Regions from separate parts of the Salmo salar genome. Here region 2 is linked to region 1. Evidence: chromatin contacts called from public Hi-C data. All regions are on one chromosome and are shown on one strand. The core of a region is the stretch at or near the end of the contact, and the rest is flanking DNA. Distances in the headings are between cores, read along the strand shown. Region 1 holds the start of LOC106560853 (PSME3-interacting protein). Region 2 holds the start of LOC100195319 (nucleoporin 93).

Region 1 (6,914 bases), core at 2,308-4,807:
CATGGGAGTTGGAGAAGGGTTATTACAAAACAAAACGCTTTCTATTTTCCTTAAATATCCTTGCTGAAAGAGCGTATAGCTTTACAAGACACATACGGCCACCAGGGTGACTGCTAATAGTAGGCTGGTCACCAGGGAAACGGAAAAGCAGGGAAGCTGCTATGCCAGGCAGAAGGCTCCACTCATTCCCAAGACAAGGTCATAATCTCCCCCTGCTCCTCTTCTGATACATTACATAGTTCTGTCTGTTCACACAAACAGGTTCATAATATAAAAATGTACACACTCCCAGAGTAACAAATACTTTCTACTCAACAGGTCCAGAGTCTGACTATCCATTCCATAGATGCAATAGTTTAATCTGAGATATCCAATGTGAAGTCCCAGAATGTGGTAGGGGCTGTTGCAGGGAAAGTGGAGAAGAACTAAAATAAATGAGAGCGGGACCCTTACTGAATTTAAACTGCTCATCGTATTCCTCCTGCTTCTTGTCCTTCTGCTCCTGTAGCCGCTCAAACAGTGAACGCCCATCATACTCTTCCTCAGGAGCCTCTGTGTTAGGGAGACAGCACAAACACACAGAAACTAAAGCTATGCAGATGCTTAGAGGAGACAAGTGTACAGGCATGAAGAAAGATATTGCTTGTGTCTGTGTACATTTTGGGAAGTAGAGTGGAGTTAGTGGCAGATGGCTTACTCTCTGGGTCCTCTGGCTTCCTAACTTTTTCCCATTCCTCCTGTCTTTGCTTCCTTTTCTCCTCGATCTCGGTCTCTGACACAAATTTCCGACTGAGGTCTACACCCCCGGCCGCTGGCACTGCCATCTCACACCTTGAAAAGGTACATGCACAAACCTGAGCTCAAACAGTAGCATCCACAATAGACTAACGGAAAACACGTTATACATCTGTAATAGCAAAGAGTTGTTAGAGGGGAAATCAGCAGTTTAAATGATAAAAGCATTCCCTGCCCCTGTTTCAGCAAAAAGCTGAGGGATGGGGCTGGAGAAATGCAACCACTCTCAAATTCATAGACCGAGCTATGGCACAGACAACCACTCTCAAATTCATAGACCGAGCTATGGCACAGACAACCACTCTCAAATTCATAGACCGAGCTATGGCACAGACAACCACTCTCAAATTCATAGACCGAGCTATGGCACAGACAACCACTCTCAAATTCATAGACCGAGCTATGGCACAGACAGCCACTCTCAAATTCATAGACCGAGCTATGGCACAGACAACCACTCTCAAATTCATAGACCGAGCTATGGCACAGACAACCATGATATCAAAATTAGAGTTTTAAACATGTTTTGAGGCTATTTGGTATTTGTTTACATTTACAAACATTGGAATAAAACAAGGTTATATTTAGGATTCTTTATTTTACCAGGCAAGTTGACTGAGAACACATTCTAATTTACAGCATCTACCTGGGGAATAGTTACAGGGGAGATGAATGACCCAATTGGAAGCTAGCAATGATTAGGTGGCCATGATAGTCAGATTGGGAATTTAGCCAGGACACTGCCGTTAACACCTCTACTCTTATGATAAGTGCCATGGGATCTTTACTGACCGCAGAGTCAGGACACCCATTTAACGTCCCACCCAAAAGATGGCACCCTACACAGGGCAATGTCCCCAATCACTGCCCTGGGGCATGGGAATATTTAATTTTAGACCAGAGGAAAGACTGCCTACTGGCCTTCCAACACCACTTCCAGCAACATCTGGTCTCCCATCCAAGGACTGACCAGGACCAACCCTGCTTATTAGCTTCAGAGGCAAGGCAGCAGTGGGATGCAGGGTGGTATGCTGCTGGATTCTGATGGGTTAAGACTGTTGAACGATGCACATGGCATTTATAAGTTATATTCTTCAAGAATGAATGGGTACATGTCATTAAATGACGAGTCAAAAAAATGTAACAACTGCAGATTTCCCTTTTAAAGTTAATCAAACTGATAATTTTTGGATCCATGAAAATAGAGGTATACAGTGGAGATTGAGAACTTACTTTACTTTACTTGCCTCAACTCAATCAAGTAGACCACAGACACCAGGTCAAGAAAACATCTGTTGGATAGATAATAAAATAATTCAGAACAGTGTGCTTAAAGGAAAAATGTAGACATAAGATTAACAATTAGAGTACATAGAGTAGACCAAGGTTTCTCAAACTCAGTGCATGTTTTGTTTTTTGCCCTAGCACTACACAGCTGGTTCAAATAATCAAAGCTTGATGATGAGTTAGTTATTTGAATCAGTTGTGTAGTACTAGGGCAAAAAACAAAATGTCCACCCAGGGGGTCCAAGGACCAAATCTGTTACCATGGTTGGAAACAATCATTGGTTATCACCTATTTATAATTTATGAGGCTATGCCTCCCTCTAGTGGTCGACTCAAGAAATGTGTAGTGTAGCCATCTACTGTATGGTTTCCCAAACTCGGTCCTAGAACCCCCTGGGTGGACATTTTGGTTTTTGCCCTAGTACTACACAGCTGATTCAAATAACTAACTCATCGTCAAGCTTTGATTATTTTAACCAGCTGTGTAGTGCCAGGGCAAAAACCAAAACGTGCAGTTTCGGAAACCCTGGTCTTCTGCACGCTAGCTGTCATTATATTTGAGCTAGCTTCTACCAAGTGAAGTAAGGGTTGTCTTTAAGGTTGATATTCCATTTTAGTAATTTACGTTTCCAGATAGGTAGTTGCTATCTATGGGGGAACCTACCAAACTATTAGTTAGGCCTACATATTATTGGATACCTGCTGACTAGGTTTTTTCTATCCAACAAAACTCAACGATTTAAGATAGCTGAGCGGCGTTTATGTGGGCGGACTAGTGATCCAACGTCACAACTTGAAGTTTTTATCAAAAACGACTGATTTCAGCATCCAGAGAATAGCACGCAATTACACAGATCAATGTCGTGTGTAACTGGACAATTTTTTGGGGTGCTGAAATCAGTCGTTTTTTATCAAACTGAATTTTACGTTACGTCGTAGCTCCAGTCTGCCCACAATAGTCGCCGCACAACTCCATCGTAAATCTTGGGAGTTGAATTTAAATCGGCTAGGTTCCACACTCTAGCTGATCAGTCTATTAGCTACGGGCTTATAAGATTGATTAGCTAACCAATAAGAACGGATTTCGAATAGAAATTTAGAGGATAAACTTAGCTAGCTAAGACAGCTATCTTGCTAAATACATTGTGTAGCTGCGAGCTGTCTAGCTCGCTACTGTAGCTGTCTCGCTAGAAAACTAGTTCATTGCCAACAACACCGCTAGCACGCAGCTCGTTGCGAAATAATGGTTAAATACCGCTTCTATAATGTAAATATATATCTGCGTTCAAAAATGATTACAATTGTTCATATATGAATCAATGATCGTACATTTTGGATTACAAATGTAATATTTAACAACAACAACACAGCTAGCTAGGACACTTTTACCCAATCCACGGAGCCACGTGTCCCAGTAAATAGGTTCCGCATAATTTGTGAAGAAACAATATAGTTCCCATTTGTGCATCGGCCTGAATAATTGTTGCAATCTGTGTAAATAAATACGTATTAACTTCCACTGTGTCTTCAAAATTGTGTGGAAGATTATTTTTGTAAATCTAGTAACCGAGCCATAATGTTATACATTATCAGGCAATAACTATGCTTATTTACTGAGCTACAGCTGAATGGCTCTGGTTGGATTCTCGCACATACTTCATTTAAACATTTTCGGATAACTGTATAACAATCTAATTTGCAACTGCAGATTAGAAATCCTAAATTCTAAATCTATAATTTACTGGTTGTAGAACGATTATGGATTATTGAGAAAACTTCCATTGACATCATCACCACCACTCCATCCAATTACCGCCATATTTTTGTTTTCAGTTTAGATATTCGGATTTTGCTCGTCAGTCTCTTCGACGGAAAGTTTTGTGATGATAAGAGTGATACATCTAGAATAAGATGACGATAGAGAGCAAGGCACAACGTTTATTAAATCAACTCGGTTTCAAAAAGGTGACTTTATGTTGGTTTCAATGGGTGAATATTACGCGTTTGCGGCTAAGGGACCGTCTTAAAAGTGCAATCAGCAGAAACTGGTGTTCAGAAAAAGTACATTTTTATTTCAAATTAGAAATCTAGAGATCTTAAACCAAATGTGTTTTTTTCCCCCACAACAATTACATTTTGACATTTTATGTAAAAATAATTCTGGATTTTATGTAAAAAACATGAAAAGGCCTAAGATATTTCTCACTCTTATGCAACCTTGTAGCCTACTAACATAACAGAGCTAAAATCACTTGTAGCAAAGTCACAGATATGCCTTATCCATGATACACCCATTAGAATTCCCATTTGAAATGTTTTATATTTTCAGATCCACTTAACTCTAACCCATTCATAGACGCTAACTACCTTTTAGCGGCTATTGGCGATAGTATCTTCGGACCGGGGGAGTTTTGTTAAGAGCCCCGACACTTGTTTTACGAACGTTAAAACGCATCGCTTGCGGTATGGTTTTGGAAACATAAGGAAGGTATCTTTTATATCAGAGAGAAATAGTAATAAAAAAAAGTTTAATTACGACACACCTTTATAGGGTTCCCACACAGCCATATTTCCATGTTACAGCACTTGTTCATGGAAAACAGACAAAAGACAGAGGCGTACCTGTGCTAATTAGCTATCTGCGTCTCCGAACAACTGTGTGTAAACGGAAGACGGACGCCACAAACGTGTTGTCACTGAAAAATACTGTTGGCTGCAACTGTGTTAAAACCAGTTAAAACACTGTACAGTATATTTAGCATTTTTAAAATCGTTTTTATGTGATATGAAAATAGAGAGCTTTATGTTTCTAGAACCGTACCGCAATTGAGAATCAATTCACATTTAGATGGAGTATTTGGCTGTTTTGTTTGCCAAAGCCAATTCACCTCTAAACAGAACGTGTAAGGAGTAAGGTTAGGCTTTTAGTCCATTATTGGGGCCACTTAACTCAAGCCCTTTCTGACCAACTTGAGCTCATCCAGAAGCGAGCTTGATGAATCATCCTCAGCATGGAATATCCTGGATCAACAATGATCTGATTTCACTATCACTGCCCTCACTTAATGAAGAGAGAAACTGTGCCTTGACTTCCAGGCAGGTCACCCGTGATACAAGTCAGTATTTGACTTCCATCCATGTCGAAATGTGACGTTTGAGAAACATGGATGAACGTCTAATTCTGATGTGAGACTTTGAGAGCTTGTAGCAGGCAGACTTTTCTGTCTCACTGTTTAAGTTCCCCTTCAGAGACTGGTTACCTGCCTGCCGAGGACAAGTGTCAAGCAGATCCTGCCACAGTACACATCTGCTCTCAATTCCGCAGCCCAGGAGTCCAGGACTGAAAGATATAAACAAAACTTGCCTATTCTCTACCTATGCACATTTTTATTTGATTTATTTATTTAACCTTTATTTAACTAGGAAAGTTAATTAAGAACAAATTCTTATTTACAGGCCAAGGACTCCTGGCCTGTGGAATTACGAGCAGGTGTGTACTGCCGTAGGATCTGCTTGACACTTGGCCTCGGCAGGCATGTAGCCAGTCTCTGAAGGGGCACTTGAACAGTGAGACAGAAAAGTCTGCCTGCTACAAATTAATACACAAAACTCCTGAATGTACACTACCAGTCCAAAGTTTTAGAACACCTACTCATTCAAGGGTTTTTCTTTATTTGACAATTTTCTACATTGTAGAATAGTAGTGAAGGCGTCAAAACTATGAAATAACACATAAGTAACCAAAAAAAGTGTTAAACAAATCAAAATATATTTGAGATTTGAGATTCTTCAAAGTAGCCACCCTTTGTCTTGATGGCAGCTTTGCACACTCTTGGCATTCTCTCAACCAGCTTCACCTGGAATGATTTTCCAACAGTCTTAAAGGAGTTCCCACATATGCTGAGCCGTTGTTGGCTTCTTCTCCTTCACTCAGCGGTCCGACTCATCCCAAACCATCTCAATTTGGTTGAGGTCGGGGTATTGTGGAGGCCAGGTCATCTGATGCAGCACTCCACTCTCCTTCTTGGTAAAATAGCCCTTACACAGCCTGGAGGTGTGTTGGGCCATTGTCCTGTTGAAATACAAATGATAGTCCCACTAAGCCCAAACCAGATGGGATGGTGTGTCGCTGCACAATGCTGTGGTAGCCATGCTGGTTAAGTGTGCCTTGAATTCTAAATAAATCACAGACAGTGTCACCAGCAAAGCACCCCCACACCATAACACCTCCTCCTCCATGCTTTATTGTGGGAACCACACATGCAGAGATCATCTGTTCACCCACACCGCATCTCACAAAGACACAGCGGTTGGAACCAAAAATCTCCAATTTGGACTCCAGACCAAAGGACAAATTTCCACCAGTCTAATGTCCATTGCTAGAGTTTCTTGGCCCAAGCAAGTCTCTTCTTCGTATTGGTGTCCTTTAGTAGTGGTTTGTGTAAAGCAATTTGACCATGACGGCCTGATTCACGCAGTCTCCTCTGAACAGTTGATGTTTAGATGTGTCTGTTACTTGAACTCTGTGAAGCAGAACTTATCCTCTGTAGCAGAGGTAACTCTGGGTCTTCCATTCCTGTGGTGGTCCTCATGAGAGCCAGTGTCATCATAGCGTTTGATTGTTTTTGTGACTTCACTTGAAACTTTCAAAGTTCTTGAAATGTTTCGTATTGACTGACCTTCATGTCTTAAAGTAATGATGGACTGTCGTTTCTCTTTGCTTATTTGAGCTGTTTTTGCCATAATATGTACTTGGTCATTTACCAAATAGGGATATCTTCTGTATACCACCCCTACCTTGTCACAACACAACTGATTGGCTCAAACGCATT
Region 2 (6,914 bases), core at 2,142-4,641, 160 kb before region 1:
AATTATATTAACTTTTCGCATTCTAATCTTTAGGCATATGTCTAGATTAGATTATAGTATATAACAATTGAAATCATCATGTATTTGAACATTACAATTAGATCGTGCCTGTAAAATAACAATATAATTGCTTGATTGATTACAACTCTCCAGACCCTGGGGGTTATTGAAGGTATTCCTAAAAACAAAAAAGATCCCAATAAATGTTTGTATAGTTAAATAAGGGTGTAGCCTTAATTAATCGATCAACGTGGTAATCAGATTTATGTAACAGGCTTTTGAATTTGGAAACAATAGGAAACTCTTCCTTGATTATTTTCGCGCAGTATAATGAAATAACCCGGGTGCAAACCCTGATCGTCTGAACGCGAGACTGTTTTGCACACGGCACCCGTCTGTCCTGACGCTATAAAAACGGTGCTTCGCCAAAGAGAAATTTGAAGCTTACAACTCATCAGTGAAATTAAGCTGAAATACTTCATTTGAATAAAGAAGCGCGATCAAAAACTGGAACATGGATCCTTGTGAATGCTCTAAAAGTAAGTTTATGTATATTGATTAATATAATCAGAATTTAGTCCTATTTATTCGTAACAAATTACCTGTTATTTTGATCATCTCTTAACCCAACTTGTATTTGTAGCTGGCTCTTGCAACTGCGGTGGATCCTGTAAGTGCGCCAACTGCGCATGCACCAGTTGTAAGAAAAGTAAGAGTTTTTGTTGGTTGTTACATTCTAAATACCACTTCAGATTGCCTATGTAGGTATATTTACCCAAGCTCTTCTCAATGGTGTCTGGTGGCACTTTAAATGGAGAGGACGGGCTGTGCACCCTATGTGATAACCAAGTGGGAAGGTAATTTACCACATACAACTGGAGAGAAATCCACTTAACCCCCCCAACTGGTAATTAGTGGGGGAAACTTATGTCCTGAGCGCCGACTTCTCTCATACTGGCGTCACCTAAGGAAATGACTTTAACTGCAATTTCGGCAGAGAAATTCAACTGCACAACTTTTATAAAAAACAATAATTTTTAACACTCATTTTGTTTACCAGCATGATGGCTGTACTTGGTTGACACTGCGTGTTGGCCATTAGAAAATGTTTCTCAAAGATGGTATTACCATTTTCCCACTTAGTTATGAACACCTGGTAGCCTAATTAGGCTTTTTTTCAAGAGGACGCCAAACTAGGAAGTCTTTGCTTTGAGTAAGTTGACCATGACTGGGGAGACAAGTTGCCAACTCATCCTAGAGCCTCATTAATAGGTTATGCAATAGTCTGTCATTGGTCATCACTAATTTATTGTTTTTGTCCCGTCAGGTTGCTGCCCCTGCTGTCCTTCCGGCTGCAGTAAATGTGCTTCAGGCTGTGTGTGTAAGGGCAAGACCTGTGATACCAGCTGTTGTCAGTGAGGCCTGGTGCATGACTGACAATGCAGTCATTCCCTATGAAATTGGTTGTACCATCTTGAGCCTAGACTTAGTACTTAAATGTAAGAAAATAAATTCCATTTAACTTATTCAAGTTTGCCTTTCATTTGTGTTACTGGGGGTGGGTAACAACACAAATGTTTAACCTTCCAGTGTCTACATGTTTCTTGATTCCCTCCCAAATTAAAAGTGGGGGATTTGCGTAGTTAACCATAAGTTTCCATTTAAGATTTTTTTTCTGTACTGGCATTTTGTCTAAATACAAAATGTATTTCTTAACAGATCCCCCTTAGCTGTTCTTGGGGTCCAAACACTAAGGCTCTTACATAAAACAGTAAATAGCATTACACATACAAAATGTATAACACTAAACAGTGTGCTAGCATGTCTTCACAGTACTTGCTGTTCCGTAAGGTGAATTATTAGTTTTGAATCTGATCTTACCGCTTGCATCAATTACCTGATGTGGGCTAGTTCTATATAATACTGTGTGCCTCCCATAGTCTTGGGGATTGAAGACCTTTTAGCATGCCTTGTGGCGTGTGCATGGGTGTCTGAGCTGTGTTAGTAGTTTTAACAGAGCTCGGAGCATTCAGCTTGTCAACCTCCCACTTTGACCCATGAACGATTGACATGCTGTTCTGAGCAAATTGTAATTCTTAAGTATTTGTGGCACCTGACCCCACACCTGAACAGTAGTCCAGCTGTGACAACTAGGGCTGGTAGGACCTGCCTTGTTACTGATAAGGTTAGAGCAGTGCTTTATGGCCAGACTTCTCTTATCTTAGCTACTGTTGTATCACTGTTTTGACCATGACAATTTACAATCCAGGGTTACTCCAAGCAGTTTGTGGTTAACGTTAGCTGAGTTAGGTTTGGGAAGGGGTTAGCTAACATGCTATCAAGTTAAAATGCTAGTTGTCTGAGATTCTGGTTACCCTCCTTGGGTACCTATCATAACAATTTGTGTCCTGTATTTGTTACGTCTAGTCTACAAAACCAGGATGGACAGCCACCTCATTAAGTAGACAGAACCTTTTTTTAATGGTAAATGGCCTGAGTACTAAATGTATCCACAATATGCTATACTGTCTCCCTAACAATGAAGGCTAGAATAGGCTTGAAGTATTTGGATGGGAGACACATGGGAACCAATTGCTGCTGGGGACAAGTATGCCACTCAAGTAGGCTGAGTAATTGTGGGGACAAGGTGAAGGTCACAGTCCTGACTCAGTGGTTCCTGCAAGTCTAAGATCTTACCTGTCCTTGACCAAGTGTCTGCTACCTTCTGGTATCTAATCTTCTCCAATGCAAATCTAAATACTACACTGGTCTGTCATAAGTTTAAGTGCCTAATTGTCCTTTTTCCATGGCTGTTATGTGTAGATGGGTTGGCCGACATCACGAAAATGATGCGCACGCATTGTATTTTAACATTGTGGAGTGACAGGTGAATAAACTGTTCTAACACAGTTCAACCTGCATGTCAACACTGCTTTGAGATTAGTGATTAATAATAGATTAGGTTGAGGAGTGTTTATTTTGGGGGTGTTTAGTTGCCAATTAGGCATAGCAGGCCTGTCACACTTTAAGGGGTTATACAAAAGGCATATATTGTATTCATTAATTTAACCTTTATTTAACTAGGCAAGTCAGTTATGCCAGCACATGAAGGGATTGAAAAATGACAATTGCAATACATGATCATTTTGTCCCCATCCCTAATGAGGATGAGGCAGACTCAACCAAAAGGGGGGTTGGGTTGGAGGCTGAGCTCCCACTCCTTCATGATGACGGTATAGGCACAAGGTTGCGTGACTTCTCGATCTACCACCTCCATTACATTCCGGCGCAGCAGGTGGCGGCAGAGAGCTGCCCACAAGTAAAAAGCGCAATGTCGTTTTGGAAAACGAGGCATCATCCAATCATCGTAGACCTCAGAAGTGCCGGGGTAAAATGTATGTACGACGGGGGGGGAAATGAGATAATCGCAAAAGAACTGTTATAACTAGTTTCCAAAAGAAAGAAAAAACTAGTAGTTTGTGGAACAAGGGAAAGGATCATTTGCTATCTAGTCTTCTTGTAAGTTGCCCAACTAATACGCGTTATAACTAGCAAGGAATGATACTAGTTATTGTAGTTATCCTGCTAGCTGATACTAGCACCATTCATCAGTACTCGGTCTGTCCTTGCCAAGCATGACTCTAGCCAGTTTGCTAACATGCTTTCCTTTGTACCTGTCTACCGTTAGTAAACGAAGGATTTATTTTAAAATGTTGATGGCATAAAATGTGTAATTCGTATTTGAGTTTTTGTAGACAGTGATATCAAAATCTATTCGTAGTAAGAGGCTCACTACGATAGCAAGCTAGCCTAATAGCTAATCGTGCTAATGGGGCAGTCGCGCGTTGGGTTCGATTTTCGGAAAACTGAGGAAAAGGGTCCAAACACAAATGAGATTAGTTTGTACATGGTGTGGCCCGTGACAGATTAAAAAACACTGAATTATATAGAACCAGTCCAGTGATCAGTCCTGGTCTGGACAACATCATTACATACACTAACATTACATACAGACGGTCTTTTTTTTCAAGTTTTCATCAAGAATGTTTTGTGGTATCTGGAATGATTGATATCTGGAATCAGTCATTAGGTCTAAACAGCAGACAGTCACTGATTTGTTTAAATGCCATGTTCCCAGCCAGGATTAGGATAGCTAGCAGTCAGATTGTTACAGGCTAACTCAGCCTTACTTACAGGTTAGGTACTTTTTGGTGTATTACAGAGAATGTTCGACCAACCTTAACTTGGCAATAGCCCAACTTGGAAGAAGATGACAAATGTTTTAGAAAATGTCAATAAATTAAGTAAAAAATAAATAAAATAAAAAACATTGCTCCATGAAGTCATCCAGGCTGCAATATTGTCTATTTCAAATCTTCTCTCATTGATCAAGTTCTCTGTGCTATGCTAAACCGTACCTATCTAATAACTCCTATCAGCCAGCTGGAACAGAGTAATGGTTTGACTAGGCAGTATTTTTAATAGTTAGGCTAGAGTCATGAAGACTGCAGGCCAATTAATCCACTATAGTTATATTTGTTTTAATCCAGCCAGCCTGTCTGTTGACTCCCAGTGGTTGCCATGGAAGCGGAGGGCTTTGGAGAACTCCTGCAGCAGGCAGAGCAGCTTGCAGCAGAGACTGAGGCCGTGTCTGAGCTTCCTCATGTTGAGAGGAACCTTCAGGAGATCCAGCAGGCTGGAGAGAGGCTACGCTCCCGCACCTTAACTCGAACATCACAAGACGCTGCTGACGTGAAAGCGTAAGTTCTCTCTTGGGTATCAGTCACTGATATTTTCTTATTGAGCACCGTTACATGCACACAATAATGATTGTGCATAGTCAGGTTAATATAATAGTTGATTAAACCGTTTACATGCTTTGCAAGAAGCACAATTTCTCTAATAATCCTGTTTCCATGGACACATCTGAAATCAGTCTACTAATGGGACTTGTTATTTTGTGAAGACTATTTGATTCTGAGTTTGGACATATGAAGTTTGTATGTTTACTATTTCTAAGATGCATACTTTCAGTTTTTCCGAACTCACTTCACTCGTGCATAAGAGGAAGCCTGCGCTGCCTGGTGCGGGCACATGTGCAGATCAAATACACCACTGGAACGCCGATTAAACTGTTATCATGTCCTAATAATTCGAAAAGATTGCGCAGAAAATCAGGTGTTTTTAATCGGCTTATGCTTACTTTGATTATGACCATACGCCTATTTAAGATAAGCAGAGTAAGGCGTTTACATGACTAATGCCATAATCAGTTTAATATCCAATTATTTGTGTGATGTTTAATCTCTTCTTTTTTTTTTACATTGTCATCTGTATTTGTACTCTGGGACATCAAGTTTATGGGAGCTATCTTATGTTAGAGATGTGTAGCTCTGTGTTATGTTCTGCATTGCATTCAACTTCATGCCCTCTAGAGCAGGGGTTCTCAAGTGCTATTTGAGAAGGTCCAGTCACACAAATGTCCTAGGTGGCGAAGGTTCGGATAGAAATTGATTTATTGGCGTAGTAACTAACCCCAACCTCGCAACCAATGCGACCCCAAACTGTTCACACCCCTCTTATTGCCGGAGAGAAAATGTAGCAGTTTTAAAGATACTTTCCTGCAATTCTTCAAATCTTTCCATGTCTTATGTGTGTTTATATGATACCAGGGGTCGAAACCCAACCGGACCTCGGTTCGCCCGTTGAGTATGGGGGCTCTAGAGGATAGTCTACTAAACACATGTAATTTGCTGTTTCCTCTGTTCCCTGTAGGTCCATCCTCCTGGGGTCCAGAGGCCTGGACATCTTCCACATCTCCCAGCGTCTGGAGAGCCTGAGTGCTGCCACAACCTTTGAACCTCTAGAGCCAGTGAAGGACACTGACATCCAGGTATTCACACACTCTTTACGATTGTGGGGCTGTTTGAGCTTTTGGGCTACTTTTTCATCCACACCTGTCCTGTTGTATGTCAGGACCTTCGCTTTTGTGTTTTTCAGAGTCAAGGGCAGCCGGGCAGGTGATGGTAATTAATGTTTTTTAGATTATGCTTTTAGTCAAACTGACGGATTCATATCGGGTTCTGTTAATGTCACAGCTGAGGTTTACTGTGTAATGATTTTTATGCTAATAAGCAAAAGGCTGATGGATTCTGTTGCAGGATCATTGCAGTCTCTTGCTGGTGGGAGGATTAGAAATGTTTTCTGTCTAGGGAAAGATGTCTGACAGGTGTATAGTGTCCAAATCTCTACTCATCGTTCTGTAGCCTATATCAAACCCACTGCCTGCAATGCTGAGAGTTTATTTAAATGCATTCACAAAGTTAATTCAAATCAAAGGATGTTAGGTTATCTTAGGTAGATGCCTATTTGATTCAAATTGGTGGCGATGTAGGGTTGTAAAATTTCCAGAAATCCTGTTTGGAGGATTCCTGATTTTCCCTTCTGATTCTTAATCCTCCAACGGAGGAATTTTACTAGCATCAGAATTGGATTAATTGCTCTTCCTCAACTGATGAAAAATTCATTAAATAGAGGATTAATAAGATTCATAACTACCACATGTTAATATATTTAGAGTTGAAATAGGTCAAATATGAATAGGGCTAATTTCTCAGAACATTTTCAGTAGGAATGATAGTATTCCAAATTGCGGATAAAGATAGTTATTGCTTACCACCGTCTGTCACACGAATTTGGGCTCTAAGCCCTCAGACTCATGACTAGCGATTTGAAAAAAACATGGACAAATATTTGTGGACATTGTCATAATAATCAGGGGTCAGAAACAACCATACTTTTACTGGTTTCATATTATAGAAACAACCATACTTTTACTGGTTTCATATTATAGAAACAACCATACTTTTACTGGTTTCATATTATGGAATTACCCATTGATGTAATCTGTTCAG

Evidence for each region. Hi-C and Micro-C count contacts between places; a contact is called where the count stands out from the background.
Region 2: a contact with region 1 is called in a Hi-C map of gill, with 1.9 times the contacts expected there. The contact joins the promoter of LOC100195319 here to the promoter of LOC106560853 in region 1. A contact is called at or near these places in 2 of 3 Hi-C or Micro-C datasets (blood and gill).

Annotation. Positions count from the first base shown.
Region 1 is chrssa10:86,976,034-86,982,947 of Ssal_v3.1, reverse strand. It overlaps LOC106560853 (PSME3-interacting protein), which reads right to left and starts at 3,557. Exons shown (of 9, transcript XR_001318681.2): 1 at 3,472-3,557; 2 at 2,043-2,087; 3 at 698-831; 4 at 454-552.
Region 2 is chrssa10:87,140,008-87,146,921 of Ssal_v3.1, reverse strand. LOC100195319 (nucleoporin 93) reads left to right here and starts at 3,391. Exons shown (of 21, transcript NM_001140348.1): 1 at 3,391-3,519; 2 at 4,574-4,760; 3 at 5,776-5,893. The coding sequence starts at 4,582. mt2 (metallothionein 2) reads left to right here and starts at 515. Exons shown (of 4, transcript NM_001123669.1): 1 at 515-539; 2 at 644-709; 3 at 1,328-1,419; 4 at 1,422-1,525. The coding sequence starts at 515. The coding sequence ends at 1,419. It overlaps LOC123724457 (a long non-coding RNA gene), which reads right to left and starts at 780. Exons shown (of 4, transcript XR_006757016.1): 1 at 603-780.